2 separate regions of the Sus scrofa genome follow, and region 2 is linked to region 1. Evidence: chromatin contacts called from public HiChIP or PLAC-seq data. All regions are on one chromosome and are shown on one strand. The core of a region is the stretch at or near the end of the contact, and the rest is flanking DNA. Distances in the headings are between cores, read along the strand shown. Region 1 holds the start of PAFAH1B1 (platelet activating factor acetylhydrolase 1b regulatory subunit 1). Region 2 holds the start of METTL16 (methyltransferase-like protein 16).

The links. HiChIP or PLAC-seq counts read pairs in DNA pulled down with a chosen protein or histone mark.
Region 2: a contact with region 1 is called in an H3K27ac HiChIP or PLAC-seq map of alveolar macrophages. The contact joins the promoter of METTL16 here to the promoter of PAFAH1B1 in region 1. A contact is called at or near these places in 1 of 5 promoter capture datasets (liver), 3 of 47 Hi-C or Micro-C datasets (fetal skeletal muscle, heart right ventricle and mesenchymal stem cells) and 2 of 2 datasets of contacts at active chromatin or transcription factors (alveolar macrophages and skeletal muscle).

Annotation. Positions count from the first base shown.
Region 1 is chr12:48,642,048-48,648,101 of Sscrofa11.1, forward strand. It overlaps PAFAH1B1 (platelet activating factor acetylhydrolase 1b regulatory subunit 1), which reads left to right and starts at 3,762. Exons shown (of 11, transcript NM_214250.1): 1 at 3,762-4,080.
Region 2 is chr12:48,564,183-48,570,236 of Sscrofa11.1, forward strand. METTL16 (methyltransferase-like protein 16) reads right to left here and starts at 3,067. Exons shown (of 12, transcript XM_021067620.1): 1 at 2,923-3,067. It also overlaps a transcript of PAFAH1B1 not described here.

The sequences.
Region 1 (6,054 bases), core at 2,512-5,011:
TGCAGTTTTCAAGAAGCCCCCTTCCTAACCATCATTTCGTTCTCATTTGACTGGACTTTCTTTAGTTTCCTGGGACACAGCCATCATTTTCCTGATGCAGGGCCTTTGCACTTGTTCTTTACTCTAGAGTCCTTTGGCTACTCAAGTCTCAGCTCAAAAATCATTCATTCCTCAGTATGTCTTACCACCCTCACTCATGTGGTCCTACCTATTTTTCACCATTTCAATACTGCCTATTGCCTTTATGGCCTTGTCACCTTTTTTCTGTGTCTTTTACTGGAACATAAACTCTATGACCTCAAGGATTCTTTTTGTTTTGTTCATTGTGTAATGTTCAACACCCAGTACAGGGTCTGGTACATGGAAGGTACTCAGATATTTGTTGAACGAGTGAATGAATGAAAATTCTAGCCATTTTTAAAAGACTGATTTAAATCACTTCCTTCACAAAACCTTGACTCCTCTAGGTAAGAATTAATCTTTTACTCTACTAGGTGTACACACAGCCATAAAGAGGGTTGTTTTACTTTTTGCCTGGTCTATTGCAGTGACATCTAGAATGAATTTGATGGATTTTTTTTGGTATTGTTATTTATGTCAGCACTTTAAAGTTTTCAGATGACAAATGCTGCTTCTAAATATTTCTTCTTTCCAGGCTGAGAGTTTCACCTCCATTAAAAGTTTTTCATTTGTTTTTATGGCCTCCCTATGTTCATGACACATGAGGGTGTCATGATGCTGAGATGAAGAATGACTGGTTTAGTTGACCTTATCCTCACTGATAGGTCCATGTTTTGGGGAAATTCAGGTACACAAATTATTTAGCTAAAATCTCCTAGAGTGAGTCTTTTGTCACTTAGGTCATGGTTTTCTTTCAAAAGGGACATTGGTACACATAACCTATGCCTAAAAGCTAACTCCTCACCATTTCCTAACTGTTTTATATCAAGTATGCACCTACAGCAATGTATGTTTGCCTATAAATAGAGGACAGTTTCATTCTCAAAATATTTGTGTTCATTATAAACAGATTTTTGCTCTGGAGCTATTTTTAGAAGACATTTTGTCCTCTCCCCAATAGTAATATTTGCAGTGTTTCTTCTAGTCAGCTTATTTGCAGAATTGTTTAAACTAACACTAATTTTACTGCAGCAACTAAAACAAATGCTTCCATTTTTAAAATGTTCGCTGAAAAAATGAAGGTTTGCAATTCAAACGAATGAGGAGATTGTTAGATTGCAGTAAGTAAAATAGAAGTTTATACTTAATTTTTTTTATAAATATCATCCAAAATATTCATTATCGAATGTTTCCTGGATGGACATAGTCAGTTTTGTATAAGTCCTTATGAATTATGATTGATAGTACAGATGTCCCACTTCTCCATTCTCAAAGAGACAAGACTTTATGAAGACAGATATATCATTTTAGCAACTGAAAAGAAAGTGCACAGAACCAGAACACATGGCCCCATATCAAGGCACATAACACAACTCCCTGGATTATAACTTTTAAAAGACTTCAAACTTTTAAAGAAAAGTTATAATCCAGGGAGAAAATTTTTACACATTCTTCCCAAGGGAGTCTATTGTTTTTTGAAGGACTCTTATTGAGATACAGCCTGATCTCAAATTTAATTTATAATTAAATAATACAGATTTTAAAGTATTCTGAACACCTGCATGTATGAGCTCAAGGTTTATGCAGGTTAGAGTTACCTATTTGTATTAAATTGGTGTTTATCAATATGATTCTGATTTCTGGACAACTTTGTAGACTTTTAGAACATTCATTTAAGAAATAAAGAACTAGAGTTCCCATTGTGGCACAGCGGAAATGAATCCAAGAACCATGAGGTTGCAAGTTCGATCCCTGGCCTCCCTCAGTGGATTAAGGATCCTGTGTTGCCGTGAGCTGTGGTGGATGTCGCAGACGTGGCTCAGATCCCACATTGCTGTGGCCATGGTGTAAGCTGGCAGGTATAGCTCTGATTAGACCCCTAGCCTGGGGACCTCCATATGCCGTTAGTGGGACCCTAAAAAAAAAAAAAAGCAGAAAGACAAAAAAAAATGAAGAAATAAAGAACTGATATACTCAGATGATTAAATGTTAATAGTACGATGTGAGGCAATAATACTTTCACAGATAAAAACAAACCAAAAGTGGATTCTTAGAACAAGGGATATTAATTTATTTCCAAGTTTATTGACTGTTACTGGACATGGCACAGACCAAACTTCAGTGCATTTTTTGGTCCTTATCCAGCCAGAGAATCCCCAAACTGTAAACCTGCAAAAGACATTCCAGAGATCATTTGATTTACTTTCCTGCTTTCAAGAAGGCGAGAACCCAAACCCTCCAGGCAGTTCATTCATATTCTTCTTGAACAACTCCAGGATTAGAGACTTAACAACCTTTCTTGATAAAAGAAAACTTGTTTTAGCATCAAGCAACAGTAGTGGTTAAATGAATTGGGTGACTCTCCACTAAGGACATATATTGTACACACGCAGCATAGCCTCGCTAATTCTCACAAAAACCTTACAAGTTATTTATTAGGTCTATTTTATAGAGAAACTGAGGCCAGAAAGAGGCATTTAGCCAAGGTCACATTTCCTCTAAGAGGCTGATTCGGGATACACATACCCAAGTTATCTCTCTCATTAACCAAGTTCATCTCAAATGCAGTGTATGCGTTTACCTACATAAAGGAAAGCAATAAAATCAATAAACACAAGCCTAAACCTGTGTTTCAGGTAAGTTTCCTTGGACAGCACAGATTAATGACAAGATAATCACACTAGATAACTCTTAACTGAAAGAATATTCCATATTGAATGATTCAGAACCTCAAATCTGCTTCTTTTAAACGGAATGTCTCTATATGGAATACACTGACTATAAATCCCCAAGACTTGTCATCAGTATTTCAACCCGTAAATTAGCAAACACACACACACACACACACACGCCTTGTAGGAATAAAGTTCCAGGTCTTTCTTTGGGCATCAGTTTTGAGACTTCCAGAGTCGCAGAACTGTGTGCCTGCGTATGTGACTCAGGAAAACAATAGCTGAATCACATCTAAAAGCGAATCTTCCCAATTAAAAATCTATAATAAAAATGAAGGCAACAAGGCATTCCATCAGCCTTTTAACCTCAACAGCTCTTCTCCCCAAGCCAACTCAACCTACTCTCCTCTGCTTCCCGGCCCCCACGGAAGACCGGAGGTAGAAGGGGCGACAGCCTGGCCGGGGCTTCGCTTTCTGAAGCCTATCCGGGCCCGGAATCCAAGGGCGCCAGCTGGTCTCTGCTGTTGGCCGGGGGAAGTGGGGAGAGCGCAGTTCGCGGGCAGGAGCAGGGCGGGGAGGTGAAGAGAGCCGGAGTTCGTGAGGGGCCAGAACAGTCAAACAACGGTCTAGGAAAAGGGGACCGAGAACCTTTTCCCTGGTTAAAGAGGCGTGTGCAGCGCGAGAAGAAGCACCTAGTGCGCAAACTCTTCCGCCGATCCCCTCGGTACTTCCAAGCCACACCGGCAGCCCTCCCGCTAAGCGGAAGGCAGCGAGGCTCAGGGCCCGGCCCAGACTGGCGCATGCGCCGCAGCCCCTCCTCCGCTCCCGGCCCCCTCCCCTCCCTCTTCCCCGCGGGTCTGGGGCGGCGGCGGCGGCGGCAGCGGCAGCGGCGGCGCGGTGACGTCAGGGCGTTGGGGCAGCTCCTGTGACAGACGGAGCTGGAGCGGCGGGGCGGCGGCGGAGTCCGGCGGCAGAGATAGCGAGTGAGCGAGCGAACGAGCAGCGACTCCGGGGTCTAGGGAGCGAGAAGGAGAAGGAGGGGAGCGCTCGGGCGCGAGCGAGAGAAACCGCGAGCGCCGGGCTTGGGCTCGAGCCCCGGAACGGCTGAGGAGCCCGCCCGCTCCCCTCCCCTCCCCCTCCCCGGGACCGGGCCCAGCGCGCCATCCTCCCCCTCCCTCCTTCCCTCCCTCCCTCCTTCCTCCCTTCCCTCTCCCTCTCCCCCTCCCCCGCCGGTGGATGGGAGTGAAGGACGGAAGAGGCCCTGCGGAGGCGGCGGTGCAGCGCTCCGGTAAGGCAGCGAGAGTCTGCGCCCTTCCCTCTGTTTTTCCCACCGCGCTCGGGCAGCTGCGGGCCGAGCCCGGCGGCCTGACGATGTGGCTGCGCCGGTCCCCTCCCTCCCATTCTCCCCTCCCCCTGCCGCCGCCTCCTCCTTCTTCTTCTCTCCTCGCTCTCAAAATGGCGGCCGCGACGGCCGTTGAGTGAGAGACTCGGGAGGAGGGGGGACAGGCCCGGGAGGGCGCTGCCCTCGCTCCCCTCCTCCCTGGCCCGGGTTCCGGGGGTGCCAGGGCCTCCGCGGCTCCACCCGTGGCCCTCCGGGAAAGGGATCGCCCTCCTCCCTCGGTGACTTAGCAAGAAAAGTATTCTTGGGTAGAAAGGGCGTGGAGAGCAGGTCGCTCTATGATCTTGGGGAAAGGATTCGGCCCTTCTCTCCACCGGCGCGGAAGGCGAGCTCCGCAGTCCCCACCCCACCCGCGGTTGGCGCTAAGGAACCGGGCTCCGCTCGGAGCCGCCTCGGCACCCACAGGCCTTGAGGCGTTCTGTCCCCCACCTGTCCTTAGGATGGGGTTGACCCGAGAATGATGGCCCAGCCCATCCCTGGCCCCCCTGTGCGGTGGTCGAGCCTCCGCACCCATTAAGGAGGAGCGGCCCGACCCACCGAACCATCTGCAGCATCCACCCACCAAATCCGGCAGGATTTTCTGTTCTGCCACCGGCTCCTTAAACGGGAGTTGCCTTTTGACGTTGTAACCCTGAGCTTCGAGGCCCTCAGCCATTCTCCTTCATCTAATCTAATCTCTCCACTCATATAGGAAGCGCAGTGCCTTCCTTAGCCTCGCAGGTGAGAATATGCCTTTGAGGAGGTACCAGGGCAAATTTTAACTCTACCACTCTAAACAGAAGAGTGGAGAGGAAGAGGAGGTTTTTCAGTATCTGAGATAAGGGAGAGCAAGGTGCCTTGGTTTTATGTTATTCTGCTTTTCTTTGGTGACTTAGCAAGAAACTCCTTGGGAGGAGAGCAGGAGATTTTTCTTTTGGGCTTGAGGTTTGGGTCCAATTTATATCAATCCTTTGGTTACAAAATTGTGCTTTGGAAGCGAAGAACCAGATTTGTGATTCTCAATGGGCGATGTCATGCCAAGGTTTTCCCCCACCCCCCCACTTTGCTAAAGAGGCAATCGGAAGAGAATAAAGATATTACTGTTATTCTGACCTCTACTTTAACACACAATCTTTGAGGTTCGTAACGTTTTAAAGGCTAAACAAAAAAAATTGTGCTATTTTTGGTAATTCTATTTTTGTTGGGAGGTGGGTTGTTTTGTGTGAATTTCATTTTGAGGCTAGGGCGGAGGAGACAGTGCTTGGGCCTTCCATACCGGTAATGTCATCCCTCCGCTTCAGCCACAGTAGTATTTGCTTGAAAAATTTTTTTTCTCTCTTCTTTTTTGCTGCAGCAGGGCTTGATTGCTGCAGCTCCAGTCTTTTAATCAGGAAAATTTCCTGGTTGGGTATGTCGGTAGTGATATAATATTGGATATATTAAAAGCTTTTACTTAAAATTTTTTGATTGGGTTTAAGGCATTAGCTAGCTTAATCTCTCATGGGTATCTTTCAGGACACAGTTTTGCAAAATAATTGGCAGTTGCAAATTGCAGTTTTTATTAAAGCAGAAGAGTAATCTGTATTTAGGGTGATTTTTTTCTTTCATGTTCTATTATAAATGATCATTGTTTGGATTGTTCACAAGAAGAGGATCTCCTAAACAAATTTGTAGCTGTTGTTTTTATAAATCAGAAACTGGAACCCAGTTTTTCACAAATTATTTCTGTGTATATTGATTTTGATGGAACTAGCCCAATTTCAGTGCCTCTCCCCCACCTCCTTTTTTTTTTAAAATGGGCTAATATTTGTAGATGCTGTGAACAGCCATTGAGCCAGGGAGACTGGGTGGAGTAAGAGAGCTGAAGCTGTGAAATGCTAGATT
Region 2 (6,054 bases), core at 1,817-4,316, 79 kb before region 1:
GACACCTCTCAAATCCATCTATTTTTCCCTATGTCCACCAAGAGCAGCCCAGTACAAGTTGCCCAAGACTGCTACAACAGTCTCTTAATTGGTCTCCCTGAATCCACAGGTATTCTCTCCATTCCTTTTTCCAACTTGCTGAGGTCATTTCTTTTCTTCTTTCTTTCTTTCTCTCCATCCTTCCTTCTCTCTCTTTTTCTTTCTTTGCTTTTTAGGGCCACATTCTGGGTATATGGAAGTTCAAATCAGAGCTGCAGCTGCCAACCTAAACCACAGCCACAGTAACACCAGATCCAAGCCATGTCTGTGACCTACACCACAGCTCACGGCAATGACAGGTCGTTAACCCACTAAGCAGGGCCAGGGATTGAACCCTCATCCTCATGGATAACAGTCAGGTTCATTACCACTGAGCCACAAAGGGAACTCCTCAGGGGTCATTTCTAAACACAGAACTGTGTCCTCCTCCCATGCTCACTTGCTCAAAACTTTACTCATAAGAGAGGAAAAATATATATATATATATTTCTTCAGCATACATTTAAGACTCAGCCTGGTGTGGCCTTACCTGTTTAAGTCACACCCCTTGCCTTCTTTCCCCTCCTCTCTGGCAATAGGGTCTGTACACAGGAAAGGTCTTTATTCCTTTTGCCTATATTGTTCTTTCCTCCCCCTCTTCACTTGATGCAATTTCTACTCATCTTTACTACTTCACTTCAAGCATCTCTTCAGGAAGGTCTTTCCTTCCCTTATCTCTCCACTTCAGCCATATCCTCTATTATCAAGTCTCTAAGCGGTAAGCATCTTTCCTTTGCAGGCCTTGTTAGAGATGTTACTTTACATAGTAATAGATCTGCTAACACTCTATTTCAGTTCTATTTCATTCTGTTTCAGAAGGTTTTTGACAGTGTTCTACAGTGGAAATTTAACAATCATTTTCAAAAAAGAAATGTCTTCATTGTCATCATCCCAGATGTTCCAAAGCATGCCCACATGTCCAAAATTAAATAATTTCTACCCACCCCAAACTTGTCCTCTTCTAATCCTTATTTTGCTGAATGACATCACTATCTTCCTAGTGACACACAAGCATTTACAGCAAAAATAAAAACCATTCCAAACACACCATGTCCTGAATATTCTCTACCTTCCAACTACCTACCTCCCCATTCCAAACACACCATGTCCTGAATATTCTCAACCTTCCAACTATTTCTTGACCCTATTCATTTGTCACCCTTCACAACTCCATGTCTCTAGACCAGGGATAATCATCATCTTTTTCTTGGATGACTATAAGTGCCTCTAACTGATGTCTCTGTAACCATTCTTGCCCCAGTAATTCACTTCATCTAGGCAACAACCCCCGCCCCCCCAACCCCAATCCAATGCAAATCTGAACATCCCTTGGTAAATCCCTTCAGGCTGATAAATTCCAAAATAATTAACAAGGCACAGAGAATCTATTCCTCCGACCTCATTCATTGCCACTTTCTCCTCTCTGTTCACTGTCCCACATACATACACTCTGAACACGTGGCCAAATTACAGTTAGGAGAGATTCATTTCCTTTATTACTCAACCCTTCTGGTCAGAAGAGAAACAGAATAAGTCAATAAAGTTACTTCTTTGCTAACTAGCTCCCAATACAGGCAATGGGTTTTAGCTAAATCTATCCCATTCCTCAGAGTTTAGGTGAGTGTCGGCTCTTACCTGGCATCAGCACGGTCATTCCCCACTTCTAACTTAATCTACTCTTCCTGGTTCATTCTGCTGTAGCCACAGTGGCCTCCTTGTTTCTCTATCAAGTCTGGCACACTCCCACCTCAGGGCTTTTGCATTTGCTGTTTGGTCTGCATGGACTGCTTTCTCCAGAAATACAATCATACAAGGTACCCTCACTTTGTCTTTGATCAAATGTCACCTTTTCACTGACACCTTTCCTGAGTACCTCCATTTAAATGAGCAACAAGTGAACTCATTCTTTGTCTCAGTAGCTTCAGTCTTCTATATACAGAACTTACCCATTTGACATTCCTTACGTTTTACTTATTTTATCTGCCCTGCCAGTAAACTTCATGAGGGAAAATATTTTGTTTATCTTATTCACTGCAATGTCCCTAAAGTAGGGCCTGGAGAGCAGGCACACAATAAGTGCTGACTGGAAGCACGAAGAACTCTTTACACCGTTCAGGTCACTGAAACCACTGAAACAGCACTCTCATTTTTGATAAGCAGTCCCCATCTTGAGTTTCCAAAAGACTCAGCCCTAGGGCTGAGCTTTTTCTTTTGGGTTACCCGTGTCAGTCCGGAAAGTCAAACTTAGTAGAACTTCATTGAAGCTAGCGCTTCGACTTTCTTTCATCTTTCCCATCTCCAAAGTTGTTTCCTTGGTTTCTCCTAACCCTTAACAATCCTCTTCAACTACCACTTGTTTTACTACATAACCCTGTAAAAGAATCTAAATTCCGCTTTCAAAACTTGGAAGACCTTATGCAAAGATCCCTACCACATGAATCCTAATCTCCTTTTTCTCTCGTCTCCTTTCCCTCATAAATCCGACTTTTCCCATTAGTTCCGCCCCTGTCAGTTCTCCAACTCTTCCACTCCTTCCACGCCTTCATTTTACCCAGACTGCCTTCCCGCCTCAGTTTCGAATCTCTCTAAACCTCCTCAGACGAAGGGGGTCTTTTCTACTTGAAAGCTAGTCGCCATTCTATTTGCCAACTCCTCCCATCCACCCCACCACACACCTACCCCACCACACACACCCACGTGTGCACGCACACACACAAACCATCCCGTCTCTCCCTGGACCCCCGAAACAGGACCTCATAGGCCCAGAATCCGAGAATGAGAAACGTGGGTGATCCACAGGCTAAATGAATTCGCAACCCGCGCGAGGCACATTAAGTCACTCACCTCTGATGTCAAAGCTCCTGCCAGACGACTAGTTTGGTGTGGGCCTCTACAAACCCAGACTCTTAAGCCACGCGCAGCACGAAGATCCTAGAAACGCAGATGTTACGCTCCCAGCGCGCCGCCATCTTGGGCCTCCATCCAGCTTCATGATTGGATGAGCCATTCTCGCGCGACCTGTAGCAGATGCTGAAGAAAGAAGAAACTGTCGCGAGAGTTGGTGGCTCAGTATATCAGAAGAAGGGGGCGTGGCATCGAGCGGAGTCCTTCGGGTAAGGACACCTGAGCTTAAATATCTAGGGACCTTGTTTTCTAAAAAAGATTTAAAAAATATATGAGCCTTCTAGGCCCCACGCCAGACTTACTAAATCACTTCTCTGGGGTTGGGCAGGGAATGTAAGGATGGCTGCGCGGGGGTGAGAGGGTGCTTTTGGTCTAGACGGGGGCAATTACCGTTTGTTCTGCAACAGGTCTCTCTCCTTGGGCGATGTCTTGTTCAATCATCACAGATAAACCTGTGAGATAGGATAATCTTATTTACAGAGGAAGAACCGGGGAGCAGAAAAATGAAGTTATTTGTTCAAGATCCTATATTCAGATGACATCAAATCCACGATCTTTGTATTCCTCGCCTACCTCTTGAGCTGGAAGCTCTGTTAAATGCTTTTGTTTTTCTTTTCAACGCGTTTATACTAGTTTTTACGTTCTGCTAAGTAGAGTGAGCATTACCTCCCCAATTTACAATTGAGATAAAAAGGTAAATGACTTTCACAAGGCATACAGCTAGTAACAAAACAAGGGCTAAAGTCTGAATCTCTGAACCCCTACCTACTACTTCTTTCCAATAAAAAGCTTGCCTAGATCCTAGTAATTAATGTGAAAGCATCAGGCAAACATTGCCATACAATTGAGAGGTTAGGGCTAGAAAATTCAGCTTTAGGAAGAACTGAGTGTGCCCATTGTCACCCGAAGAGAAGTGAGGAAGGGTTTTAATTGTCTGTTCTGTAGCAACCTCCCCCCCACTCCCAAATGTGTAGGTTAAAACAACCACCATATTATTTGCTCACTGTGAAGTCTGGGCTGTAATTAGCTTGGCCATTTTTCTTCTGGCCTTGCCGTAGGTGGTAGCATCAGAGATGGGCTGGTTTGGTGGGAATGAATGGGCCTCTCTTCCTGTAGTCTCAAATTCTCTCTTTCCATGTGACCTTTCTACATAATCTCTCCAGCAGAGTAACCAGATTTCTTACATGTTGGCTCAGGACTCCCCAAAAGGCAAACTTGGAAGCTGCTAGAACTTCTTCTTTTTTTTTTTTTTTTTTGTCTTTTTGCCATTTCTTGGGCCGCTCCCACGGCAGATGGAGGTTCCCAGGCTAGGGGTCGAATCGGAGCTGTAGCTGCCAGCCTACACCACAGCCACAACAACTCGGGATCTGAGCCGCGTCTGCGACCTACTCCACAGCTCACGGCAACACCGGATCGTTAACCCACTGAGCAAGGTCAGGGATTGAACCTGCAACCTCATGGTTCCTAGTCGGATTCGTTAACCACTGCGCCACGACGGGAACTCCTTTTTTTTTTTTTTTGCTAGAACTTCTTAAGGCTTTGCCTCAGGGCTGTTGCTTTCATCCTATTCTGTTAGTTAAAGCAAGTCAAAGGGCCAGCCTAGATTCATGAGTAAGGAACTATGCCAGGGTACCTTCCAGAAAGCATGGTTCACTAGAGCAGCAATGTAACAGATGTTAGAGAAAGTTTTATGTTGTATTTTATTTTTGCTTTTTAGGACCATACTCATAGCATATGGAGGTTCCCAGGGTCCAATCCGAGCTACAGCTGCCAGCCTACGCCAACACCACAGCAACTTGGGATCCGAGCCACATCTGCGACCTATACCACAGCTCGTGGCTGGATCCTTAACCCTCTGAGTGAGGCCAAGGATTGAACCCGCAACCTCATGGTTCATAGTTGGATTCGTTTCTGCTGCACCACGATGGGAACTCCAGAGTTTTATGCTTTAATTAGTAATGACTTTTTATAGTATTTAGGGCTTCCTTCTGGAGAGATGAAAAAGACCAAACGGGCTTGGAGTTATGGCTAGTAGGGTTGAAAGTGGATTGTATGTAAGTTGCTCGTAAATTTCTCTATTAGGTCAAAACTGAGCTCCCAACTCCTCTGGGTCAAACAGAAAGACTGTAGTTCTGTAGCCAGGGAATTTAGGCTTTAATCCTGCTGCTACTACTTACTAACCCTTTGATTATGGGCAGTTTACTTAAACTATTCAAGCCTTGGTTTGCTCAATATTGCAAAATAGGATAGAAATCTCATAGAATTGTTGTGAGAAGTAAATTGCATAATGGATATAAAACACTTGGCATAGTTGCTGGCACATAGCAAGTTATTATTATTATTATTATTCCTCATGACTTCTCTGGTCAGTTTCCATTTTTAGAAAATTATTTCAAAAAATAAAATTACTGCATTATAGAAAATTTGTAAGAAATTGAAATAATATAAGAAAGTATGAAAAAAAAAGCAAAAATTATCTAAACTCTCACCCCTGGGAGTTCCCGTCGTGGCGCAGTGGTTAACGAATCCGACTAGGAACCATGAGGTTGCGGGTTCGGTCCCTGCCCTTGCTCAGTGGGTTAACGATCCGGCGTTGCCGTGAGCTGTGGTGTAGGTTGCAGACGCGGCTCGGATCCCGCGTTGCTGTGGCTCTGGCGTAGGCCAGTGGCTACAGCTCCGATTCGACCCCTAGCCTGGGAACCTCCATATGCTGCGGGAGCGGCCCAAAGAAATACCAAAAAAAAAAAGACAAAAAAAAAAAAAAAAAAACTCTCACCCCTCTAGAGTCAATCATCATCAAGTTTTGGTAACCTTATTTCTAGACATCTATATATTCATGAGGATATATAACTAAATAATTTTTATAGTAATCGTATTTTATATACTATATTATATATAGATATATGATATATAATCTTGGAGGTTCTCCTACTTCAGTTAATATAGTTGTGTACTATCCTTTGTAATGAGTGCATAGTATTCCATTGCATAGATGTGCCACAAATTTTTAAAACTAATTTCTCCCTGCATGGACATATGTTGGCCTCCTCCTAAAACTGTGGTATAATGATA